2 separate regions of the Callithrix jacchus genome follow, and region 1 is linked to region 2. Evidence: chromatin contacts called from public Hi-C data. All regions are on one chromosome and are shown on one strand. Each heading gives the region's core, a stretch centred on a gene start, on an enhancer-like site or on the middle of the called end of the contact. The rest is flanking DNA. Distances are from core to core; before and after follow the strand shown.

Region 1 (5,605 bases), core at 2,955-5,454, 110 kb before region 2:
CGGAGTCCCCATTCCCTGAACTGCCTCACTCTCATAAAGGACGTTTTAGAATCAGCCCATGAAGGGGGGCGGGGTTTGAAGGCAGAGGACATCCCTTGCCAGGTCCAGCCTAAAACCACTGTACAAGGCCACCCAATCTGTTGGAACCACCCAAGGACAGGGGCTGAATCTGGGGTCCCTGATAAGTCATTGATGAGACCAAGGGCTGAGGCCCCCAGTTAACCCCAGAGAGGAAAAGCTCCTGGCCTTTGGGAATTTAGGGAATGCCTCACCATCCCTGCCAGGGGCCGCAGTCTGGGCAGCAGGACAGGGGACTCCACGTGCTGCAGAACTCCCTGGAACCACCCTGGAGAGAGTGGTGAGCGGGCAGTCAGAAGGCAGCAGCCAGAGCAGGAGCAGGGTCCTGGAAGCTTCATGAGGAGCAAGAGACCCAGAATCCGCACAAAGTCAGTCTAGACGCCACTTAGTATGACTCAGTGAGCTCCTGGAGCCTCAGGGGTCGCAAGCCTCAGGAGCTTCCCCACTCCCACCCCAGGAGGACAGAGAAGCCCAGGGGATTATCAGCCCCTCTGAGACTATCACAGAGATGTCCCAGCCCCTGAGACCAAGGCCACCAGCCTGGATGGAAGAGAAATTCTCCCCAAGCTGATTCATCCATTTTACCTCCCATTTCAGCCCTGCACACCTTGCACTCACATCCGGGGTTGGCAGGTCCCTCCCCAGCTTTACCTGTTGATCCCACCCTCAGCATCAAAATTCAGTGTACAGGCCACCTTCTCGAGGCAGCCCACCCTGATCCCATTCCCCAAACCTGGTCATTATCTCCCTCTCCTTCAACCCCTGGAATGTGTGGACTTCTCCCATGGCAATGAGGTCATCTCCTTCATGCTATGATTGTTTCTGGGCTGCTGCCCCTTTTGAGGCTGGATGGTAGGGCAAGCGACATAGCTCCTAGAATGGGGCCTCAGATGTCCAACCCCATGATACACGATGGATGGATGGATGGATGGATGGATGGATGGATGGATGGATGGAATGAATGGATGAATGGATGGACAGATGAATGGGCAAATGAACAGATGAATGAGTGAACAGGTAGGAGGGTTGATGGCTCACAGAAACTTCCATGAGGCCGCCTGGAATTGTCCAGAATGCCCAGACTTCCCTACTGCTCCTAAAGATAAGATTCCACTGTCTCACTTGTCACAGCTCCTCCCCTGCCTGAGTGAATTTAAGATTTTAAAGTGTCTGCTGTGTGGAGGTGCCAGGGAAGTGGAGAATCAACCAGTGTTGCTTCCCTCCCTGCACCTCAGTTTCCCGGAGATAGATGAGGACATCAGACCAGATGATTTCATGGGCCCTTCCAGCACAAAACACATCTCCAAGCTAGGACCCAACAGAGAACAGGGGAGACTGACTGAACCCAGGTCAGCTTAAAGGAGCCCCTGAAAGAGTTGGAACAAAAGAAGAAAAGAGAAAAGGTGGGAGGAGGAAGGGAAGGAGGGGGGAGGGCGGGAAGGAGAAAAAGAGAAAGAAAATCTATTTCCATATCCCAAATTAAACATGCATCTAGCATGTAAGATTTCCCAAATGTATAGTGTCTTTTTAAAAAAAGTTAATTTGAACATATTGAATGTAGGATCACAGCATGTAAGAAATGATGGATCCCCTAATAAGGTGGATTGGCCTTGGGTAGGGATGGCCTAGGGCAGAGAATGCCAGAGGGAAGCATGACCCGCGTGGGGTGGGAGAGGTAGGGAGGTGTGGTTGGGGGTGGTCTTCTGGTCACCTTATCTCCCGCTTTAGCCAGAGCACCCCCGACACCCACAGTCCTCACTTCAGCCAGAGCACCTCTCCTGCCAGCTTTACGCATTGATCTTAAGAACCCAATATATTGTTTGAATAAAAGGTTCCTGGTGCTTTTTTAAAAAGGGCACTTAACTAATGAAGAGAAACAAGGGGTCCAGAGAGAGTGATTTGTCCAAGGTCATACAACAAGTACATCACACTATTCCTGATATCACTAATCCATTCACACCCATTAGGGGTTGGAGGGCACTCAGATGCAGCTGTCCCTGCCTGGGCGGTTTAGATCTGTATACTCTGGCTTACCTCCAGCAGCCTCAGTGGGGAGTCACCAGGCCCCTTTAAACAACATTCCACTAGGACAGGAACAGATGGATAACCCAAGCCAATTAGGAACCAGAAAATCTCCAAGAGGGCGAATGCCCAGAACAGGGGGAGCTTGGGGCAGCAGCCCAGCTCACTGCAAGCCTCACAGTCGAAAACCTTCCTAAAACAACCCCTTGGCTGCCTTGGAGCATAATTTAATCTTCCTTTGATGACTCCGGATCTCGCCCTGCCTCAGGCCACTCTAAGAACATCAATAACTGCTGAGTCCAGGTGGGAAGCTGAGAGGAGGGGCTGGACCCAGGGTGACCAGCTGACCCTGCCCTGCGGTAGGAGAGAAGCTCAGTCTGGACCTGGGGGCTGGAGGCTGCCTTGGTGGAGAGGGCAGCACAGGAGGAGAATGGGAAGACCTTTCCAACCAAGAAGGGGAGCCCTAAGGGGTCCCCTCTCTAGCCCTCAGAGCAGGTGGGAATGGCAGCTCCCACGGATTTCTGAAGGTAGAAGAGAGAGGTAAAGGCAGGCAGGAGTGATGTTGAAGACCAGCCTAGGGGACCTTTTTAAGGGAGAGGCAATATATTAATAGTACAATGCCCCCACAGACTTCATAGAAAACGTTGGTTCTAAGGGAGAGAATGGGCTTAGAGCCACCCTGTGCTGGCCCTGCCGCTTCCTGGCTCGGGGATGGTGAGAAGGTCACTTAATCTCTCTTTGCCTCAGTTCCCCAATTATTAATGCTAGAGTAGTCACAGGGCTGCCACAAGGGTTAAATGAGCCTAACAGCAGTGGCTAGAAGTCAGGGTCTCAGCCCGAAGTCTCTGCTGAGGACAAGGCTGGAAGAACAGAGTGTTCATGGGTTGGTTCTCAGGTGAGACGACATTTGGCTTTGTTTGGTTTGGCTTGTCTTGTCTGTATTTCCCATGTTTTATGCAAGAAACACACATTATTATATAAATAAAATAATATTCATAGTGAAAATAAAACAGTAGGGACTGCACTTGGTCCCCAAGGGGAAGCGGCTGATCAGAAGAGAAGCCATTCATCGAGGGTGGGATGGAAGCGGGCAGAGAGACAGACAGGGGAGACACAGTCAGAGACAGACAGGGGAGACAGAGAGACACAGTCAGAGGCACAGATAGGAGAGACACAGTCAGAGAAATGGTCAGAGACACAGACAGGGGAGACACAGTCAAAGACACAGTCAGAAAACACAGAAAGGGGAGACACGGAGACACAGAGACACAGACAGGAGAGACACAGAGACACGGTCAGAGACACAGACAGGAAAGACACAGTCAGACACTGTCAGAAACATAGCCAGGAGAGACATAGTCAGAGACACGGTCAGAGAGACAGATGAGGAGACACAGTCAGACACACAGTCGGAGACACAGAAAAGACACAGTCAGAGATACAGGAGAGACACAGTCAGAGACACAGTTGTAGACACAGGGCAGACACAGTCAGAGACACAGAGACAGTCAGGGACACAGACAGGGGAGACACAGTCAGAGACACAGTCAGGGACACAGGGGAGACGCAGTCAGAGACACAGTCAGGGGAGGTCCTGGCTGCCCCAAGGGCCCAGGAGATGGCAGCCCTGCATCCTCAGGGATAGATAAAGGTGACATTTTCCATCTGAGTGTGCCCTAACACTTCCTGAGAGGCAAATCCCCATCACCTACTCAGGAAGCCAGGGGAGGTGGCACAGAGGAGAACACTGCCTGCTACAGGCACCAGAGCGGCTCCCATTTGCTGTCCTCAGCTCCAGGTCCTCTGAACATCAGTTGAGAGGGAACTTGGCCCCTCAGAGCTCAGGCCAGATCCTTCCCAGAATCTCCCCTGGGTGAGCCTGCCTGGGCCGCTTGTCCCTCTGTCCAGCCAGCAGCCCGCTAGGCTCAGCCACGCTGCCCCACCCCCCACCAGCCTTCGCTGAGGCAGCCCTTTGAGGAGAACTGGTCTTGGTGGGTCCACAGCGCTCTCCCTGCCAGTGATGTTAATCCGCAAAAGAAAGTCAAACATTAGCCCAGGAAACAGCTTATGCCTTATATAAGCCCCCCTGGGGGAGGCACAAACACAGCTTGTTAGAGCTCAGCTGCCCAACTACAGCGGCTGCTGGGCCCTAGGACAGAGCAGGGACCTCGGCTACACTCATCACCAGCCCCATCGGATCCAGACCCAGCTGCCAGGTGAGGAGGGAGGGAGGGCCCCCAGCCCAGGCACCAGGGAACCCCCGGGAATCTCCCAGGACCAAGTCCTCATTGCAACTGTCCAAGCCCCTAATGCCCTCTGAGACCCTCTTCAGCTCTTTTGGATACCCCAGCATTTGGAGGCCAGCTCCAGGAAACCGCTAGAAGCCAGGAGGCTCTGGGCTTGGGGAGGCCTTTCCCAGCAAGCAACCTGAACTCTGCCAACCCTGTGCATCTGCCTGGAGCAACTGCGGACATCCCCCACCCACCCCCGCAATCTGTCCTTAGTAGCCAACACCCAAGGCTGGGCCCCTTGGTCCCTGCTATGTGTCCTGCACTGTCCCATGCATGCAGCGTGTGTGACCAGCCTAGCTGAGCACACACAGGCTCATACTCGGAGGTGCACACACGCATAACACACACCTGAGCTTACATAGCTGTGTCCTTCTGCTCCAGCCTAAATGCACACATACCTGTAGACACCTTTGTGTCCACACACCTGGACACGCACCTACACTTTTGATCCCACAACCGTCCATGCAGCAGGGTTCTTCCTCATGCATCCACCCAAGAATCTGTGGATCCACACACCTGAGGCCCCAGCTCTTTTTTTTTTTTTTTTTTTTGAGACAGAGTCTTGCCCTGTCACCAGGTTGGAGTGCGGTGGCACGATCTCAGCTCACTGCAACCTCTGACTCCCTGGTCCAAGCGATTCTCCTGCCTTAGCCTCTTGAGTAGCTGGGATAACAGGCACGTGCCACCATGCCCAGCTAATTTTTGTATTTTTAGTAGAGACAGGGTTTTACCATGTTGGCCAGGACAGTCTCGATCTCCTGACCTCAGGTGATCCACCCGCCTTGGCCTCCCAAAGTGCTGGGGTTACAGGCGTGCACCACCACGCCCGGCCACCTCCGCCTCTTTCCATACTGACACATGCACTGCTCCACACACCTGTGCTGGCACATCCACCCAGTTCAGCCTCCCACCTATGGTTCCATAGACCCACGCACCACCATACACACATATACCTCTTCCTGGTCTATGCCCTGTCCACAGCTCTGGCTCATCTTGCCCCAGTGCCATGACCTTCTCCGAGATTCTGGACCGTGTGGGAAGCATGGGCCGTTTCCAGTTCCTGCACGTGGCCATACTGGGCCTCCCGATCCTCAACATGGCCAACCACAACCTGCTGCAGATCTTCACAGCCGCCACCCCTGCTCACCACTGTCGCCCGCCCCCCAATGCCTCCACAGGGCCTTGGGTGCTCCCCATGGGCCTAAATGGGAAGC
Region 2 (5,940 bases), core at 2,027-4,526:
TTAGGACACATTTCTGTTCTTGCAAGTTCTAATCTGTGTTCTTGCGGGTTCTTCTCATGCTTACTGCGTCACCATGGTCAAGACTTGCAGCTGCTCAGAGCCACAGTTGCCTCACAGTGAGATGGGCATAATAAGAGACTTTCCTCCTAGAGATGTAGATGGTGAAATTAGATAATTCGTTTAGGTGTTTAGCACTGCGTCTGGCACACAGTGGCTACTCAGTGAGAGCTTTAATAAAGTTGAGTGAAATGCTTTGAGAATTTGGCAGGATTGTGTACAAAGTGAGTCTCCCAACTCCTGCCACCCGAGTTATGTAAGGCAGGAATTTGTAGTAATTTCCCAGTGAGAAAATTGAGGCCCAGAGTCTGAATGGTAAAACTGGAATGAAGATTCCAGTCCCTGGATCCCAAAGCCACTCCACGCTGCTGGCAAATCCACTGATGGCTGGGAACGTGCATGATAAATGAGCATCTGAGTAGCACCAGTTAGGGAGGGCGACGCTATCTGGTCTGAAGCTCTGCAAGAGTAGGAATTATATCCCTAGCATCTTCCAATAAGGGCAATCAGAAATGTTGGCCAGGCATGATGGCTCACACCTGTAATCCTAGCACTTTGGGAGGCCAAGGCAGGCCGATCATCTGAGGTTGGGGGTTCGAGACCAACCTGACCAACATGGAGAAACCTCGTCTATACTTAAAAAAAAAAATACAAAATTAGTCAGGCTTGATGGCAGGCGTCTATAATCCTAGCTACCCTGGAGGCTGAGGCAGGAGAATTGCTTGAACCCGGGAGATGGAGGTTGCAGTGAGCCGAGATCATGCCCTTGCACTCCAGCCTGGGCAACAAGAGCAAGACTGTCTCAAAAAAAAGAAAGAAAAAGAAAAAGAAAAGAAATGTCCAGTGGCCCAACCAAAGCCCATGTCCTCTCTTTTCAGGTGATGACTTTCCTCTGAGGAAGCCCTGTAGCCTGCCTGGAGGAAGGGGCTCCCCAACCCCAGCCCCACCTAGCCACCATGAACACCTCAGCCCCACCTGCTGTCAGCCCCAACATCACCGTCCTGGCACCAGGAAAGGGTCCCTGGCAAGTGGCCTTCATAGGGATCACCACGGGCCTCCTGTCACTGGCCACGGTGACAGGCAACCTGCTGGTACTCATCTCCTTCAAGGTCAACACGGAGCTCAAGACAGTCAATAACTACTTCCTGCTGAGCCTGGCCTGCGCTGACCTCATCATTGGTACCTTCTCCATGAACCTCTACACCACATACCTGCTCATGGGCCACTGGGCTCTGGGCACGCTAGCTTGTGACCTCTGGCTGGCCCTGGACTATGTGGCCAGCAACGCCTCCGTGATGAATCTGCTGCTCATCAGCTTTGACCGCTACTTCTCCGTGACGCGGCCCCTGAGCTACCGTGCCAAGCGCACACCCCGCCGGGCAGCTCTGATGATCGGCCTGGCCTGGCTGGTTTCCTTTGTCCTCTGGGCCCCAGCCATCCTCTTCTGGCAGTACCTGGTTGGGGAGCGGACAGTGACGGCAGGGCAGTGCTACATCCAGTTCCTCTCCCAGCCCATCATCACCTTTGGCACAGCCATGGCCGCCTTCTACCTCCCGGTCACAGTCATGTGCACGCTCTACTGGCGCATCTACCGGGAGACAGAGAACCGAGCACGGGAGCTGGCAGCCCTTCAGGGCTCTGAGACACCAGGCAAAGGGGGTGGCAGCAGCAGCAGCTCAGAGAGGTCTCAGCCAGGGGCCGAGGGCTCCCCAGAGACTCCTCCAGGCCGCTGCTGTCGCTGCTGCAGGGCCCCCAGGCTGCTGCAGGCCTACAGCTGGAAGGAAGAAGAGGAAGAGGATGAAGGCTCCATGGAGTCCCTCACATCCTCAGAGGGAGAGGAGCCTGGCTCCGAAGTGGTGATCAAGATGCCCATGGTGGACCCCGAGGCGCAGGCCCCCACCAAGCAGCCCCCACGGAGCTCCCCAAATACAGTCAAGAGGCCGACCAAGAAAGGGCGTGATCGAGCCGGCAAGGGCCAGAAGCCCCGAGGGAAGGAGCAGCTGGCCAAGCGGAAGACCTTCTCGCTGGTCAAGGAGAAGAAGGCGGCTCGGACCCTGAGTGCCATCCTCCTGGCCTTCATCCTCACCTGGACGCCGTACAACATCATGGTGCTGGTGTCCACCTTCTGCAAGGACTGTGTTCCTGAGACCCTGTGGGAGCTGGGCTACTGGCTGTGCTACGTCAACAGCACCATCAACCCCATGTGCTACGCACTCTGCAACAAAGCCTTCCGGGACACCTTTCGCCTGCTGCTGCTTTGCCGCTGGGACAAGAGACGCTGGCGCAAGATCCCCAAGCGCCCTGGCTCCGTGCACCGCACCCCCTCCCGCCAATGCTGATGGTCCCTCTCCTGCATCCCTCCACCCCAGTCCCCGGGAGAGGCCGGAGGGAAGCGGGCAGGGGATGCATCCTCAGCCCCAGGGCCCTGCTCAGGCCTCACCTGGCCTCCCATGCCCCTAGGTCACCTTCCTGGGCAGCCCAGAGAGACCCTGCCAACTTTCCAGACTGCTATTCCCAGGCAGGGAGGGAAACCCGGGGAACTGGTTTTTCTGTTCCCTGCTGGGTGGGAATGGGCTCTTCACCAGGAAGAAGGCCCTGGAGGAGGATCCGGGCTTTGGACTCCTTGTTTGCCTTTAGGCAGGAAGTCAGGAGCCAGCAGGGCAGGCCGGGAGAAAGAGGGCTTAACTTCACAGTATTCCTTTGCCCAGGGGCGGCCCGCATTGCGGTGTGAGATGGCGCCCCCTGGGGGACACAGCCGGGAACTGAACAGACCACTGGGAGAAAAGCTTGACTACAGGGAGCTGGGGAGCCCGGATGGGGGATCCTCTGGCTTCACAGGCAGAGCCCGCCCAGCTGGGCCCTAGGCATATGCTCCAAGATTGTCCAGACCCCCTACAGATATCCCCAGAGGGTCCCTAGGTGGGTCACCTCCAAGGCAAATGTCCAAGATCAGCAGGACAATGACACTGGAGGGGACCAGCTTGGCTAGTCACACATCAAGTCCCAAGGCAGCAGGGCCAGGAGCCAGGTGTCCTGACCGTCCTACGATATCATATCCCTGGGAGTGGGAGTCAAGTGTGCCTGCTGTCCATACCCTCTGCCCCAGAGAAGCCTCAGTCCCTCCCTCCTGGCTCACAGCCGCCACCTGGATGGACCTGCTCCCTGCAGATCTAGCCAGGTCTCCCGCATGCTGCCTGCCTCCGGCCCTGCCCCACACAGGCCTGGCCCAGCCAGCAGGTTCTCTCCAGTGAACTCCCCAATCCAACCCATGCATGGCCTCCCAGCCACCCGGATCTCCAGGCCCAGCCTGGCCCCAAATGTTCTTTCCTTCCATCCTCAGCAAGTGCTGAGTCTGTGAATAAAGCCACATAACCAGCGGGCACCAAGGGGCCTTCCTCCCTGTGTTGGCTCAAGGCCTTGGTCTCAGGCCAGGGCTGGATGGGGCAGGGAGGGCCCAAGTACTTGGAATGTGGGCCGTGGCCCTGAAGGTGGTTCCAGGAGGGACAGAGCTGCATGGTTGGATCTACCAAAGCGTGGGGACCCCAGCACCGTGGAGTCCCTCGCTCAGGTGAGTGGGGCTATAAAAGGCAGACCTGGCCTCTGAAAGTGAGGCAGCCGGGTGAAATCAACCACCCCTGCCTACATCCCTGCATATTCTCTATTGGCCCTGCCATGCCCAAGGAGAACAGAACTCTTCCAAACCCTCACTTATGCATGAGGAGATAAGGCCCAGAGATCCAGGAGGATTGTCCAGGGTTACCCCACAAAGCAACACCCAGACTTCCAGGCAATTCATAGCCTCCTGACCTCTGGACTGTGCAGATGAGAGGCCTAAAGCATTTAGGCCAAAACACTCCATCAGGATGACCCAGCTCGGGTTATAAATCACTTCACTGGTGAAGGGTCCCCAGAGCCTAATGCAAAGGAATTCTAGAGAAGGTTAATCCCGTAGCCTAGAGTAGTAGTTTCCAGGACCGTCATTGCATTCAGTGATTTGCTAGAATGATGCACAGAACTCAGCAAAGCTGCTGTACTCACAGTTTATTACAGGGAAAGAATACAGAGTATAAAACAGCAACAGCAAAGGTGTATTGAGCAGAGTCCAGAAGAGGCCAGATACACACTCGCGGCTGTCCTCTCCCAGTGAAGTCATGCAGACAGCACCCATTCCAAGCAATGATGTCTGACAACATAAGCGAAGTTCTGCCAGGGCCAACCAAGACAGCTCACCAGAGCTTCAGTGTCCAGCGTTCTTACTGGAAGTTGGTCACGTAAGCATGGCTGACCACCCACGTGGCTGACCGTACTTACTTAGTCTCCAGCTCTTCCAGAGGTCAGACCGATACCATGAGGCCCAAGGCCTCCCCCATAAATCCCACTGTTGGCATAGACTCTCTGCTGTGGCTCAAGGCCCAAATGTAAGCAAAACACTTTTACCAGGCAGGCTATTCCAAGGGTTTAGTGTTTTCTTCCAGGAGCCAGGCAAGGCCGAACCTTTCTTTGAAATGTGCAAATGTGCAGGGTTCGGATAATACAGACCTGCTGAGCGAATCTCTCAGTTCACAGTGTTCTGACAGGAGCATCAGTATCACCTGGGAACTTGTTACATGTGAGAATCATCAGGGTCATCTTTGATTTACTAAATCAGAAACTCTGTGGAACTCACCACCTATTTATTTATTTATTATTTATTTTTTGAGATGGAGTGTCGCTCTTGTTGCCCAGGCTGGAGTGCAGTGGCACGATCTCAGCCTACCACAACCTCCACCTCCTGGGTTCAAGCAATTCTCCTGCCTCAACCTTCTAAGTAGTTGGGACTACAGGCATGCGCCACCACACCCTGCTAATTTTGTATTTTTAGTAGAAATGGGGTTTCTCCATGTTTGTCAGGCTGGTCTCAAACTCCTGACCTCAGGAGATCTGCCCACCTTGGCCTCCCAAAGTGCTGGGATTACAGGCGTGAGCCACCACACCCGGCTGCCACGTTTTTTTTTTTTTTTTTTTTTTTGAGACAGAATTTTGATCTTGTTGCCCAGGCTGGAGTACAATAGCGAGATCTCGGCTCACGGCAACCTCTACCTCCTGGATTCAAGTGATTCTCCTGCCTCAGCCTCCTGAGTAGCTGGGATTATAGGCATGCGCCACCACGCCTGGCTGATTTTGTATTTTTAGTAGAGATAAGGTTTCTCCATGTTGGTCAGGCTGGTCTCAAACTCCCGACCTCAGGTCATCTGCCTGCCTCAGCCTCTCAAAGTTCAGGGATTATGGGTGTGTGCCACCGCACCCAGTCACTTGCCACCTGTTTTTAACAAGCCCTCTAGATGTTCCAATGCAGGCTAAAGTTTGGGAATCGTTACCCTAGAGGGATGAGGTCCTAGGTGGAGCTAAACCCTTGCAGAGGGGGAAGTGGGGATTCACCCCGCTTGCAGCTGTTCAGACTCCCAGAAGCCTTTGGAAGAAAGCTTCCAACACGATGAAAACTGGTATCGATCAAAGATGTAAACAGGACAGGCTAGCCAGGAGCTACAGCACTGTAAGAATGACTCTAGGATACAAATCCCATATGCCCTTCCCACCAGCATAGCTCACTGGGCTGTCAGCTCCAGACCCCAGAGGGCCCCTCCCTTACCAGCTCCCTCACAGCCCTGAGGCCCTTTTAAGATTACATGCCCTGGCCCGTATTGAAGGCGTTGAAACTGAGGTCCTGAGAGGCAGAGGGACTGAGAAAGCTGAGCAGTGCTGGGAGAATAGGAACTCTGGGGTCAGATTAACCTGAAGGCTTGAGGTGGAGGGGGTCAAATCTGGTATTCACATCAGAAATGGGGCTAGCAGTTCACACTTGTCGCTTGTCCCAGATGCAGGTCTGACCTGCCCTGTCCCTCA

What was found. A called contact is a pair of places that touch in the nucleus more often than the background predicts.
Region 1: a Hi-C map of induced pluripotent stem cells shows a contact between it and region 2, with 5 times the contacts expected there. The contact joins the promoter of SLC22A8 here to the enhancer-like site in region 2. A contact is called at or near these places in 3 of 3 Hi-C or Micro-C datasets (induced pluripotent stem cells and skeletal muscle).

Annotation. Positions count from the first base shown.
Region 1 is chr10:120,301,685-120,307,289 of calJac240_pri, reverse strand. It overlaps SLC22A8 (solute carrier family 22 member 8), which reads left to right and starts at 4,204. Exons shown (of 11, transcript XM_035263028.3): 1 at 4,204-4,316; 2 at 5,394-5,605. The coding sequence starts at 5,398. All of the region lies in intron 6 of LOC118145522 (a long non-coding RNA gene), which reads right to left.
Region 2 is chr10:120,192,382-120,198,321 of calJac240_pri, reverse strand. CHRM1 (cholinergic receptor muscarinic 1) reads left to right here. Exons shown (of 2, transcript XM_035263023.3): 2 at 936-3,439. The coding sequence starts at 1,014. The coding sequence ends at 2,396. Among named protein-coding and RNA genes, the nearest start is that of CHRM1, 14 kb to the left of the region's middle. Within about 2 kb of position 3,276, at least 3 of the 16 cell types and tissues checked have an H3K27ac peak or open chromatin away from gene starts, as enhancers often do.